Linked DNA regions of Zea mays: all the other regions are linked to region 2. The links are chromatin contacts, called in public Hi-C maps. All regions are on one chromosome and are shown on one strand. The core of a region is the stretch at or near the end of the contact, and the rest is flanking DNA. Distances in the headings are between cores, read along the strand shown.

Region 1 (2,700 bases), core at 19-2,518, 420 kb after region 2:
AGTGGCAGCATGTAATGGAACAGTGGCCAGAGCTGCTGCTTGCAGAAGCCGTGGTAGAAGCGGGAGCGGAGGTCGGCGGGCAGGAAGGTGGGAACGCAGCGGAAGCCCTCGAGGAGGTCGTGCGCGACCTGGTCGTGCTCGGCTGGGGGCACGTCGTCGCGGAGGCCGCCGACGTAGACGAACTCCACGTCCGCGCGGCCGTGGTGCGCGCGGAGGCTGTCCTTGACCTGCAGGAGGAGGCTGTCCTGGTCCCACGCGAAGTCCCACCCGCCGCCGCCGGCGCCGGCGGCGGCGCGGCGGGAGGCGCGGACGGGGAGCTGGTTGGCGACGATGATGACGCGCTCCCGCGGCGCGTGGGAGGACTGGTCGGCGGCGGAGGCGGCGTCGGAGACGTCGAGGTCCGGCACAATGCCGGAGGCCGTCACGACGCGCGGTATCCGGCGGCGCCCCAGCGACGGCAGCGGCTCGCCGCCGCTGCCGCCGGCGGCGAGCTCCAGGAGGTTCGAGTAGGATCTGGACACCATGCCCGCACGGGCGACGTCACAGCGAGCTGCCTGCCGCTGAACCTCCAAACAAGGATTCGATCTTTCACCGCTCGCCCTCCAAACCAAGATCCGGCGAACAGTACTCTGGAGAGGGTCTCAAGAAAAAGCTTCGCAGGCAGCTTAAGAATGAACGGCCGGCGGAGATGGAAGAGGATCTGCTGTCCACCAGTCTCCGGCGGCGAAGAGATAAATCTCGGCAAGGGAATCGAATCCGCAGAGCAACTAGTAACAATCAGAAAACCGAAAAGGCTGCCCTCCCTCCCTCCCTCCCTTTCCGGAAAAAAAAACCCACAAGCAGCTTTCGGCCGAAATCAATCCGGACGACCGAGCAACGACGTCTCAGGTGCTCCAGCTGGGACGGCCACTACCACTACCACACCTCGACAGACCGGCGGCAGGGGGGAGACAGAGTCTCGCGCGCTCGCCGACGACGACGACCCGGTCCTGGACCGGCATTTGGCCACCTCCGCCTCGCCCTCGCTCTGCAACGCACGGCAGCGCCAGGCAGCCGCTGCCGCAGCCGCAGCCGGCAGGATGGGTAGGAACCGGCTGGATGGAGAAGAAAGGATTTGGCGGGGCAGGGAAAGCAAACCCCGTTTCCAGGAAGGAGGAGGGATTCGAGCGAGGCGTGGGCTGGCAGCGCCGCTCGCTGGATATAGGAGGCGGCGCGGAACGGAAGCGATTCTTGGCCTCGGGTCGCGTGCAGGGGGCGTGGTGGACTGGTGGTGGTGGCTCTTGAGCGATCGCAAGAGACGCTGAGATGTGTTTGTTTAAGTAGCAAGCAGCAGGAGCAGCAGCCGAGAGAACGAGTTGCGATAAGCTTTAGCGTTTTATTTTATTTTAGTTTAGTAGCAGAGACGCCGATCCGGAGCCGAGCAGCCGAGCCGAGTGGCCTCGCGATGGAGACGCGCCGAATAAAATACTAGTAATACAACTCGGGCGATTTGCTGGAAACAACCCTGTGTTCTTGTTGTTTATCGCTTGGGTGGCCGCTTGCCCTCTGCCTGCCGTCCTGTCCTGCTGCCCACGCCCACCCACCCGCCCAGCAGCTGTTCGGATCACGATTATGGTATGCTGCTGCCTCGAACGAAAGCGTTATCCTGTTTGCTGGTTTTTAGATAGCGAGCACACGTTTTGGTCGCTCAAAGAGCGTGTTGGGGGAGGTGGGGATTTGTTCCTCCGGACTCTCTACCAAGGCAAGCAGGAACGGGACGGAAGCGTTCCTTGCGAAACCTGGAGTCTTATCTGTCGCCCGCCTGCTCCGTCTCCAATTTATTTATTTATTTATTTATTTATTTCCGTTCGTAGCTGCACGCCTGCACATACATGCGATCTTTTGACTTCAATTGTTTTTCCAAGAAAGGACTGGATAATGACGCGTTGTTTTTTCTCCTGCCAGCCAGCAACTCTTAAGCCCGTCCGCCGCCGCCCCATCCGCGCACTGCTAAAAACTGGACAAGGAATCAATCGCTCCTAAACAAATCCTGTGCCTGCAGCGCAGGAGTTTTTATTTTTTTATTTTTTTATTTTTTTTGCCCCCCGATCCGCCTCGATCGGCATGTGAATAACAGGAGGCCGAGGGACCACCGTGAAAAAAAAAGTTGGGTTGTTCACACGCAGAGACAGCGCAGTACAGGGGGAGCTAGCTGGAAGCGTGAGTTCCCACGATCTGCATCTGCCTGCCAGTGCCAAGGCGAGCGAAAAAGGGGACCACGCCGCGCTGAGCCCTATCCACTTCCGGACCCTCTCGCGCCGTCCGATCCCCATCGGGCGGCCGGGGCAGCCCGCGTGGGAAAATATCCGCCCGCGTCGGCCGTGTGAGATCGCCGCTCCCGCGCACGTGCGGCCGCCTACGTGTCGCCCGGGAAGGGCGCCGCGGCACGTGCCGCGGCCCAGCTGTCGCTCCCCCCGGGCAGGAAGAAAGAGAGGGTTTTTTTTCTTCCCTGTGGCAGGGGCCCGTCGGGAGCTTGGGTTTAGCCGGCCTGGACGGCTAAGACCAACTCCAGCAACACTCCGCATCCGTATTATACATGCTCTGAGTCACTATTTCGCTCTCCAGCAGGCTTCGCATCTGTTTCCGCAAAACAGACGCCGTGTACCTGCACTCCCCTTTTCCACGGTTTCTCTCTCCTCTCCCCAGAAGACTGCATGCGCC
Region 2 (2,700 bases), core at 149-2,648:
GGGCTGCGTATCTCGTCTATGTACTGTTAAGACGATGATAACCAGTGCACATGACGATGCATATGTGCATCTATAGAGTTAATCTTCAGTTTTAGAACCAGATTCAACGGTGCACGAGCACGATACTATATAGGGTTTTCTACAGAACAAACCAGGCATGGGAGAGGGTAGGTTTCGTAAAAAAAAAATACAACAACCGTACACTATTAGATCTGATTTTAAAGGCCGGGATTTTATGTATGTGGATATATATGCGCATCAAACCTCCATGTACGCTAGGTATATATCATCCCTGCACACTAGTATTAGCCCTATCCAGGTGCTTGCTTGCTACGAGGATTGTGTTCATGCACGAAGGATGGCTGGCTTCGGTTCTTGGATTGGATCACATGATTTGAGAACACATGGCAGCTGGTAAGCATATAGTAGAACAGAACGAATTAAGGAAAAAAAAACAGCACAGCAGGTAAGCAGGTAATAAACTCCCTCTCATAACTCATCGTAAACATATATTTATATATACATACACACCACCACCACCAAGAAGAAGAGCACAGCAGGATACAGAAACAGAGCATGCTATGCTACTGTACCAGGAACCACGCAGTACGTACACATGGCGATGCTACCTACTATATACCGTCGTCGTCTACCAAGCTCCGATCCCATGTCCGCGCGCGCAGGCGCAAAGCACGGGCAGGCTCACTCACTAACACCCCCCAAGAACACTGGTCACGCTCGCTACGTACGCGCCTAGCGATATCTACAACCGGCGGCGGGCGCGCGGGCAGCCGAGAGAACCGCGTGTCGACGGATGCTCGCTACTAGTCACTCGCTCACCGGGACCGGGATGATGGCGCTGCCGGCACGGCGGAGCGGCGACAGGGAGCGCGGGGCTCGCCAGGCCACGCCGCCGGCGCCGGTGTTGGGCCGGGTCTCCAGCAGGCGCAGCTTCAGGAGGCGCTCCCTGAAGGCCTCCTCGTCCTCCTTCTTGATCCGCCGCACCTGGCTGTGCACCAGCAGCACCTCCTCCTCCTGCCGCTCCTTATTATTGCCGGCCGCTCCTCGTCCGGCGCCTTGCTCTTTCCCCTGATCCATCGGAACAAACGGCGATCTCGCCATATATATCGACACACAAGCGAAGCGAAGCGAACGATGATCGAGGCTTCTCTGAATTGGTCACAAACTCACACGTACGTACGCTAGCTACTACGGACGGCTCCGACTACTACTCTTGTTGGTGACTCGATCGGCGTCCCGGCTGTCGGTATAGATATATATAGCGCCGGAGATGGATGAGCATGAGAGAGGGAGGAGGCAGAGGGGCTGCTGCGTGCGAGGCTTGGATTTGGCTTCTCCACTTTTTGGCGCGAAAGCGATGGGCGAGGAAGGAAGGGAACGCTGAGCGGTCGTCCAATCCAAAGCCTCGCGAAAGGGAACGCCACGCCGAACCGTCTCCAGGCCATTCAAGGCACGATTTAATTGATTTATTTCACCCATTCTCTTCAACCAACACCTCATCAAGCGGTTCTCCTCTGGTTTCAGGCTTGCAGCCGCACCTACTAATAATATCCGCATCACAGTCTGAAAGTATGCCACCGCGGTCGATGAGAGCAGGAGCAGCCTGAACCGCGCATTAAAAAAAACGCGTGCGGTCGTCGTCATCCACAAGCAGCACCAGACGCAAACGATTTCACCGCGTTTTCATGCGACCGACCGACCGTTACTACCTGACGACGACGGTGTAGATACGGGCAGGTAGGCGGCCGGCAGACGGTTGAGCCTATCTATCTATCTATCTATCTATCTATCTATCTATCTATCTATCTATCTATCTATCTATCTACGTTTCGTTTTCACCATAGGCCGGGTACTTCTGACGTCTCTCTTTTGCTTGGAGGATAGATAGAGATCTGCGTATCCTCCTCCAGTCCGCCATGGCCACATATATATGGTTATGGTTCGGTTCAACCGACGTCCTGCAGGCGTGGTTAGGATAAAATATGACTTTGCTTGAACGCCATCCGATTACGCCCGCCTAACGGATAAAACTTGCGACTGTGTTTCGTTTGATTGCGTTGGCGTTATACTAGTTTGTCGAACCAAACATGTTGGCAGGTGTGACTTTTGCTCCTGCCGGCTGCCGGTAAAAACGTTTCTTCACCCGGGGGGTAAAAAAGGCGCAAAAGAAGATCCGAAATCAAAAAAGAAGCAGATCTTGCTTCGATCTCACTGTTGCAAGCTGCTGCATTGACGCTAGCAAGTAGCAACGGGTGTTATGCTAGCGCTAATGACGTAGTACGGTACAGACGCGGCAGGCAACCACTCTCGTCACTCCGCTTTTAATTTGTGGCCCTGTACAGCTCCCTTTCAGAAATTTGGTGAACTAAGTCATTAGCTGCTCCACAAAATCATAAGACTAGAGCGTTAAATCTTTAGAAAACATTTAGATACGTCTTTTTATTTATTATTTAGATAAAAAACTATTTTAATTGGTATTATAAATTATAACTTCACACTTAAGCTACTCGGTTTTTTTTATGTTGACCTGTTGCTCTCAACTCATCAATCTGGCGGGCTCTATTGCTTCTCCACATGAGTAGCTGTCTAGATTAGCGATACTCGGTTTCCGTACTGAAATCCGACCCAGAAGACACAACTCCCTTTCAAACATAAGTCCACTGCTTTTACACTTTGCTT
Region 3 (2,700 bases), core at 156-2,655, 300 kb before region 2:
AAGAAACCGGGCGTGCAACCACTTTCATCTCTTTCTCTTGCTTATTTTCAACGGCCGTGAGTGCTCTGGTCTGTGCAACGCGAACTGCTCGATCGTAGGCCGGGGATGACGTATTAATTAACTACATCTAATCTAATGACGATCGAGGAAGAAGTAGATCATCTCAGCGCCTCAGAACAGCTCGACCCTGCCGTCGTTGTTCCATGCCTCCAGCTGGTGATCGAACAGAGCGTTGTTCCTCTGGTAGGCGAGGAAGGGGTTGTCGTCCTCGAACTCCCACGGCGTCGTGGCCAGGCCGGGCACCACGTCGTCGTCCAGCCACATGGACTCAGGCCACTCCACCATCTGCAGCGGCCGCTCGCCGTCGGCGACGCTGCTTCCACCAGCTCCGCTCGACGACGGCGCTGTGACGACGGAGGCCGAGTGAGACGACCGGGACGCGGAGGAGGAGGAGGAGGGCGAAGAAGAGTCGTCGGGAGAATAAGCCGCGGGTGGGAAGTCGTCGATGTCGTCAAGGAGGTGCGCCAGCATCTCCTCCTCGTCGGTAAAGAACGGCGCCGTCTCGTGCCCGATAATCGGCGTAGCTGCTGCCATCATGACCGCGTCGGCCTTCTCCCCCTCCTCCTCGGGCGACCCGCCCGTGTCCTGCTCCTGCTGAGTCGGAGGAGGAGCTGCTGGCTGTGGGTGGAGGGGCTTGTGGGTGGCAGGGTCGATGCCCATCTTCCTCAGCTTCTTCTTGATGTGCGTGTTCCAGTGGTTCTTGATCTCGTTGTCCGTGCGTCCCGGCAGGTGCGACGCGATCTTGGACCACCGGTTGCCCAGCTGCGCGTGCAGGTCGATCACCGTCGTCTCCTCCTCCGACGACAGCAGCCCGCGCTTGAGGTCCGGGCGCAGGTAGTTGGTCCACCGAAGCCTGCAGCTCTTTCCGCACCGCAGTAGCCCTGCCCATTATACAGAGAGAGAGAAAGTGGGTTCATCGTCATGTCGTTGGCGTCTTAGCGTGCATGGAAGCCTAATAGTATGAGCCAAATTAATTAACACGATGGAAGCGGGATGGTCAGTCAGGCACGCTCACTCACCGGCAAGCTTGGGCACGGCGCGCCAGCAGCACTGGCCGTTGGTGAGGAGGAAGGTGACGAGCTTCTCGTCCTCCTCCGCCGACCACGGGCCCTTCTTCAGCCCCACCTTGTCGCAGCACGGTTGCCTCCCCATTGCTCAGTTGGTTTAGTTGTAAAGAAACGCTCAGAGAGAAGCAAGCAGATCGCCAAAGCTGGCCGTAGCTAGCTTTGCTTTGATGTGGCTAGGCAAGCTAACTTGGCGGTGCAGAGGGAAAGGCCATTGCCACCTTCCTTTATAAAGGACGAGGAAGGAGAAAGACGACGACGCCCGCGGCGAAATCAGGTAATGACTAGCGAGCTAGCAAGTGGATGCGGTCCTTTGTCCAGGACGGAATACGCGTGTCTCCTGGATGGCCGGCCCCACGGTGTAGGTCGTGTTGCGCTTGGCCTGGTTGCTTCGCTGCTCGCGGGTCCCTTTCGCTTGCTTTGCACGGGCTGCTACGTGAAGCGGCTTCCATTTGCGCTTTTGTTTACTAGAAAAAGAGGCGCGCTTCGCGGCGCCCTACCTACATTAGCCGAATGCATTAATAAACTTAATTTAGTGCGATTCAAAGTAGACACATAAAATAGACCGGTTTGGTATGAACAAATGGCAAAGTTCTTTAAAAAAATAGAAGTACAATGCAAATGAATGATAATTTTACCATGGGAAACTCAAGCATGCCAGACTAATCTAACTCAGCAAAGCACGTCACAGTTTGCTGCAATGTAGAGTAAGATGCTCAGCTGAATTCTAACGTTTCATTTTTAGTGGAGCACTTCTTCGAGCTTGAAATCCACGTATATCACGACGAGCTGCCGCACGACATAGAATTAATTAAATCTCAAAACCATCGAATCGCAAGGCAAAGGGAGTAGAATCTGTACTGAAGCAGGCACCTGCAGGCTGCAGCTACACGCCTGCAACTTCTTCTGGAACTGGATGTTCACCATTTGCGGCTGTACACTTGAGCCCCATCAGACCTGAAACCAAATCGTAGATTTTAAAAACTCTGACCTTCTAGCTTCAACTAATTCAACAAAGAATAAAAGCGATGAGCAATTGTCACTAACTGTCGGCAGGTGTCAAGGTTGTTGTCGTGCAGGGCCGTGACACCGTTGCCAGCCCTGTAGGAACTAACGCTCCACGCGGCCGTCTTCGCCATATCTCGCATGTCCGCATCCACAGTCAGCTTCGGGCTCCCCTTCAGTCGCCCAACGCCTGGTGCCCCCGCTGCTACTGGGGTCATCGGTCGCCGCCTCCTCCTCAGCGCCATATTCCATCGAACCAATGCAACGGGAGGAATTAGAGAAGCAGTGAAGCACACTCACCACGGCAAACTCAGAGTCTTGGACCGTCAGATAGGATAGGGCGAGAGACGGTGTGAAGGGAATCGGGACTGGGTGGCGCTTGACGGCTTGGAGCTGTGCCTGAAGAAGGCGAGAGCTGGGTGTACCTGGAAGAAGGCGACGCTGTGGAACAGGATCTGGGGAACATGGCGATGGCCTGCGCCACCTCGCCCGGGCTGGCCTCCTTGCGACGGCGGAGGCTGTGGCGGTGGGAGGAGCTCTAGGCGGGCCATGAAAGCGTCGTGGTCAGGGC
Region 4 (2,700 bases), core at 149-2,648, 330 kb before region 2:
TTTATAAGATGAGAAGTGACAAGTAAATTTTTATTATTTCAGCCAATGTTATTTTATAAACAATAATGTGTAATATTCTATATTACAGTAACTTATATACAATTTCTTTACTGATATGTATTTAGTAGATGTGTAGATGATATATACATATATCTAGTTATATGGGGCCTCTATATAAATTTTTGTTTAGGCCCCCCGAAATGTCAGGACCGGCCCTGTCTATGATCCTTAACACTATAAGGAGATTGTCAATTTGTCATCAAAGATTTGTGATATATATGTTGTATGAATTTTGAAATTAATTATGTAGATACGAATAATACATATATGCTGACTTTGCTAGATTTTTTTTTGCTAAGCGTGATGTATCGATTAGCCCTAAAATTTTGGTTATGCGTCTAATTACATAAAAAATGATGCCCTTTTTCATTATGTAATTTTTTTTTGCTGAGCTACATCCGCGTTCTTATTTTTTTGTTGTTGGCACCCGATCTGCATGGATATATGCACACGCCATTTTTTCGCTCGCGCAAAATAGAATTATATATTAGTTGGAGTAGTAATGATCTTAGTATGCATGTAGTAGTAGTAATATTAATTAGAACTAGAATATGCGTGTACTAAGGTTTAGAAAAACTTTTAAAAATGATCTTCAGCATCTCCTAATAAACCACAATTATTGGAACCTCCATAAGCTGTTCGATATCCCATAGACATAGACTTGTCAACCCTCTTCCACATCATGTTGCCAACATTTTAAAATGTGCATGCATGCTGGGTGTAGTTAATGCGCAACATTAGAAGCATGCAGAATAAACGCGCATGTAGGGGGTAAAAAACGGCTAAAGTTGCATGTAAAAGCTAAAACGTACTATAGAATTTTCATCCATATTTTTAGTAGGTTAAACGTCAAGAATTTTAATTTTGGAACCAGAGGGTGTATATATCCAGAGGCACGCTCCTAGTACTAGGGTATGTGCAAAAAGTGGATTTGTTTCATTAAGAATGTGCTAACGCATGTCCAAACAATGCCATGTCTTCGTCAGCTGCTGCTGCTAGAAGTGCGAGTCAGCTTGACGTGCATGCACGAGTCGCCTTTCAAATTGCGCATGCACCATTCGCGGTTCGCCTTTCCGAGAGAGAAGCGGCATTCGGAACTTGGATGCGGTCATTATTACTTCTTGCCCGGAAAACCAGCCTGCCTGTCTGCCATTACTCCTTCCCGGGAAGCTCGAGCTTTCCTGGGCTCCCTCCAATTGAAGCCTGCTTGCTCCCTTGCGTTTCAAGTCCGGTGGGCGTTCCCCCGTCGGTTTCGTCATGGGCTTCTCTAGATTCCCCAGCCCACACAGTACACGCACGGTGATTGTCTTGATGGGTTGGGTTTGATTAGAGGCGCGAGCGAGGCCAGCCCGTGCGCAGCGCACCATCGGCGTCACCTTCTCCGTCATGTGTCGTCACCGAAGAGGCGAGAGCGCGAAGTGGTGGTGGTGGCCGGTGGGGGGGCCGGGTTAGGTCAACCGCTGCGCACGGAGGGATCCAGATCCTGCTAATCACCATGTCCATGACAATAGCTGTTGACGATCCCAGATGGAGTGGTAGGGTTTGCATTGCATTGTAGTAGACAGTAGTAGTGCATTGCATGCAGCTGGCCTCCAGCTGTGGAGGGTGCAATGCCATCTGCAGGGGGCCGGGATTGTACGTAGTGCCACTGCCAATCCAATCCAAATCTTTGCAAGCGTGGGTCGGCGCCGGTTGCCAACGAAACGAAAAGGTAGACGACGCGTCCAGTCCATCTCCATACTCCTTACTCCATAGTCGGTCGATCAGCAGCATATCCTGATCTGGTGGGGTACGACGTTGTCGTTGTTTACTTATTCTTTATCATCATTGCTGCCACTTGTCAGTTTTCCCCTCCGTCCACAGTTCGGGTTTCTGCATGCCGTGTTGACAGCAGAACAATAGAGAGCCAAGCACAGAAAAAAGGTCAGCTCAATGTCGGATTTATTGTAGGAAAAATATTTTTTTTTTCACTCAGAAATGTACGTAGTGGATATGATATGAATGCGAATGTAGCAGTACTCGGTCCTATATCTACCTTTTTTCATAAAGTAGCAGTGGCTATTTCTGGACACGCGTGCTAGCCTCCAGGCCATCGAGCTGGTGTATACGTATACGTGGTAGTCTGAATTGTGCATGGTACGGTGTGAACTGCAGAGTTTTTACTCGCAGCTTCCAGAGTCCAGACGAGCTCTGCTCGATCGTCGTAGACTCTCTGCTTGCGCTTCCCCTGCCGGGCCAGCAAGTCAAGCTGACGGCTTCTCCCAAGTCTCAAGTAAGCGACCATTCTAAAGTACATTTTAGTTTAAAAATAAATTAGCAGTCGATAAATATCCGATTACAAATGGACTCAATTATACACCTCCTCCTGTGCTGGTTTTTGCCATCCCAAACTCGTACCCTTGTAAAATATATATACCCATTAAAAACTCGTACCCAAAACAAGTTTAAAATTGTACCCAAACCCGTACCCATCTGGTTAGCGGGTATCCACGGGTAACCCGTGAGTTTCATCTCTTGTTCTTCTCATAATTAATAAGTATCGTAATGATATATTAGTGAGATCATGGTCCAAAATTTATGTGATAAAAACAACTGAGTTCATGATTTGATATAAAAATTATTAGTAGAGAGATTGAAATA
Region 5 (2,700 bases), core at 170-2,669, 360 kb before region 2:
CCATATTTATCTTGAAACGAATGGACATAGTTTCATCATCATGAAACAATATCAACTTATTTTGAAGTTATTGAAAAACACATGAAACCACCATTGAGAGCAATTTTTTTCATTTCATACATTTTTATTGGTCATTTCGATGCAACATTTAATTGACATTTTAGCATGTAAAATCATGAACTAAAACTTTTGCATGTTTTATTCTTTTTTCATCTCATTCTTGATGGTGCGCAATATTAAGAATAACACAATGAAACTCTTATTTGGAGTAGCCTTAGGCTATTCCTAACCCACTATTTCTTATCACGATATACAACTTGCCAAATCATATGTTGCTATACAAGATATAGTTGTCCTAATTATAATATCATCTGATGTTCAATAGTCTTACAGGATTATTAAATGTTAGATGTATACAAGAGTATGAATCGTGCCTGAGCGACATCTCTATTAAAATCTTTATTCTCTTTCCTCTTTACTCACATGTCACATCAGCTTTTCATTCTACCTGGCATATAGCCATATACTAAATGAGTAAGATACCATTAATCCAAACACATTAATAGTTGTATTAGAGATACGAAATTAAAATTAAGGGTATGTTTATATCTCTAGTGCTAAAGTTTAGCGGCTGCTAAAATTTAGCATGTGCTAAACATTAGCACTTGAGGACTGTTTGGATAAAGTGCTAAACTTTATCAACTGCGGCGGCCAATGGTGGGAGAGTGAAAGGGGTAATCCATGCAAAATAGGATTGGAGACTATTTTTAGCATAGTTTTATCATCTTTGGTTGAGCTAAAGTGCTAATATATGCTAAACTTTAGCACAACACTTTTTGTCACATGTTTGTTTCTTTAGCGTCTAAACTTCAGAAGAAAAAAATATAGTGCTAAAGTTTAACGAGAAAACAAACGGTCCTAAAACAAGGTTAAAATGTAAAAAGTTCGGTGGCCTCGTGAATCGTGGTCCGGAGCAGAACTCACGTGGGACCCGTTCCCCGCGCAGAGAATCCCGAGGCCCCACCGCGGGAGCCACTGGCCGCCCACCACGGTTCACCTCGTGCGCTCTCCTTCCCGGACACGTGTCGTCCTATCAACGACCCGCCCACCGCGTCTGAGCCACGCTGGACGCTCGGTCGCCGCACACTCTTCCACCGACATGCGGGGTTCCATTCCTCTCCGCCCAAAATGTCAGTGGCGTTCGACGTAACCAGGCAGAGTGCAGCAGGAAGGACGTTGTGTCGTACCACGTGGGGGACTCGACCGGGGGAACCGGTAAACGTGGCGCGGGCCCCGCCGAGAACGACGCGAGCGATCCGGTCACCGCGGCCCGGGCCCGCTGGCCCCTAGTCGCCACGCGAACCACTCCTTTATTTCTTTTGTTTCCTACTCCTATTTTTAATTATTTTTTTGTTTCCTAATGCCCTCGTTTTCAATTAAAAAGTGAAGCGCAAGCCATTAAACAAACACAAATAGCACACACGGGCACACGGCAGGCCTACAACTACAAGAGGAGAGGAGAAGAGAGAGGAGAATTTTCAATGCTGCCGCGCACCGTCATCACTAGCTAGTGGAGGGGCGGACGAGAAGGCGAGGAGCTGAGGGGAGAGAGGCTTCACAGAGCTTGCTTGAGCCTGGAGGGGGCTGCCGCTGTTTGTCTCTCCACTCCACCCACCAGCAGTTACCTCGGGAGGGCATGGCAAAATCTGGTGCCTCCTTTCCGGAGTCCAGTTGGATGGAGAGGGATTTCCTGGCCGCGATCGGCAAGGAGCAGCAGCACCCGCACAAGGAGGAGGCAGGCGCGGAGGAATCTGGTATGCTCCCGGCCTCCTTTCGCCGCCTGCCGCGCTGCGTTTCTTGATCTGTGCCCGCACCGAGCCGTGCCCTAGTTTCTTGCCGTGCTGGGGTTGGGTTCGCTCCATTCGGTGCGGCGAGATGCGGCATGGGTGCGCTGCGAAATTCAAGCGTCCCTTTCCTCTCTCTCTCTCTTTTCTCTGTGTGTGTTTTGTTGCTGATTACTTTATCTTCGCAACAAAGAGTGTGGGCTTGCTTGGCTGGCATGCCTGCCGAATTCCTTTTGACGGCCGGCCTGCCGTGTACGCTCGATTGTGGGGAGAGTTAATACGTGAAGAAAGCGACGATGTTTCCGGGAGAGGCTGGCCGAGCCTTTCGGACAGCCGCGCGTGTCGTTAGTTGATTTCGAGCTGCTAGTAGTCTGATCGCTCGTGTGGGATGGGGATGGTTAACGGATCCATCTCTGGGTTCTTGCTTTGCTGTGTGTATTTATGTGCCGGCGTCTGATTGTCAGAGGCATGTGTGCAATCTCTCTCCCCAGCTTACTTCGGCGGAGCAGGAGCAGCAGCAGCAGCCCCGGCAATGGACTGGTCCTTCGCTAGCAAGCCCGGCGCCGCCCCGGCGTTGATGTCGTTCCGGTCAGCTTCGTTCCCCCAGTTCTCCTCCTTCGACGGCGCCAAGAACCCGGCCCCTCGTATCCTCACGCACCAGGTTTGCGCGGCTGCCCTTCTTGGTTCTGGTCCATGTCAGCTTCCGAGTTTTTACTGATACATCTAGGTCCCTTTTCGGGCCTCTGATGATGCTTTTGCAGAGGTCGTTCGGCCCCGACAGCACGCACTACGCCGCCGCGCACCGCACGCAGCATGCGCTGAACGGGGCTAGAGTCACTCCGGTCTCGTCGCCGTT

What was found. Hi-C and Micro-C count contacts between places; a contact is called where the count stands out from the background.
Region 1: a Hi-C map of bundle sheath shows a contact between it and region 2, with 4 times the contacts expected there. The contact joins the promoter of LOC100501482 here to the promoter of LOC118472959 in region 2. A contact is called at or near these places in 2 of 25 Hi-C or Micro-C datasets (bundle sheath and leaf mesophyll).
Region 3: a Hi-C map of tassel shows a contact between it and region 2, with 3 times the contacts expected there. The contact joins the promoter of LOC111589758 here to the promoter of LOC118472959 in region 2. A contact is called at or near these places in 2 of 25 Hi-C or Micro-C datasets (ear and tassel).
Region 4: a contact with region 2 is called in a Hi-C map of ear, with 4 times the contacts expected there. The contact joins the enhancer-like site here to the promoter of LOC118472959 in region 2. A contact is called at or near these places in 2 of 25 Hi-C or Micro-C datasets (ear and tassel).
Region 5: a Hi-C map of ear shows a contact between it and region 2, with 2.4 times the contacts expected there. The contact joins the promoter of LOC100273108 here to the promoter of LOC118472959 in region 2. A contact is called at or near these places in 4 of 25 Hi-C or Micro-C datasets (bundle sheath, ear, endosperm and 1 more).

What each region holds. Positions count from the first base shown.
Region 1 is chr7:112,625,811-112,628,510 of Zm-B73-REFERENCE-NAM-5.0, reverse strand. It overlaps LOC100501482, which reads right to left and starts at 1,268. Exons shown (of 3, transcript NM_001366928.1): 1 at 1-1,268. The coding sequence starts at 524.
Region 2 is chr7:113,046,797-113,049,496 of Zm-B73-REFERENCE-NAM-5.0, reverse strand. It overlaps LOC118472959, which reads right to left and starts at 1,398. Exons shown (of 1, transcript XM_035961006.1): 1 at 468-1,398. The coding sequence starts at 1,122. The coding sequence ends at 829.
Region 3 is chr7:113,344,452-113,347,151 of Zm-B73-REFERENCE-NAM-5.0, reverse strand. It overlaps LOC111589758, which reads left to right and starts at 1,405. Exons shown (of 2, transcript XM_023300650.2): 1 at 1,405-1,619; 2 at 1,758-1,830. The coding sequence starts at 1,405. The coding sequence ends at 1,830. LOC103632720 (transcription factor MYB20) reads right to left here. Exons shown (of 5, transcript XM_008654463.3): 1 at 2,172-2,700; 2 at 1,998-2,081; 3 at 1,763-1,913; 4 at 1,080-1,624; 5 at 1-941. The coding sequence starts at 1,212. The coding sequence ends at 172.
Region 4 is chr7:113,381,744-113,384,443 of Zm-B73-REFERENCE-NAM-5.0, reverse strand. No RefSeq gene overlaps it. Among protein-coding and RNA genes, the nearest start is that of LOC100273108, 20 kb to the left of the region's middle. Within about 2 kb of position 1,398, at least 18 of the 20 cell types and tissues checked have an H3K27ac peak or open chromatin away from gene starts, as enhancers often do. A contact at or near this core is called in ear and tassel, where this site is marked.
Region 5 is chr7:113,402,140-113,404,839 of Zm-B73-REFERENCE-NAM-5.0, reverse strand. It overlaps LOC100273108, which reads left to right and starts at 1,419. Exons shown (of 7, transcript NM_001147557.2): 1 at 1,419-1,814; 2 at 2,336-2,505; 3 at 2,606-2,700. The coding sequence starts at 1,697.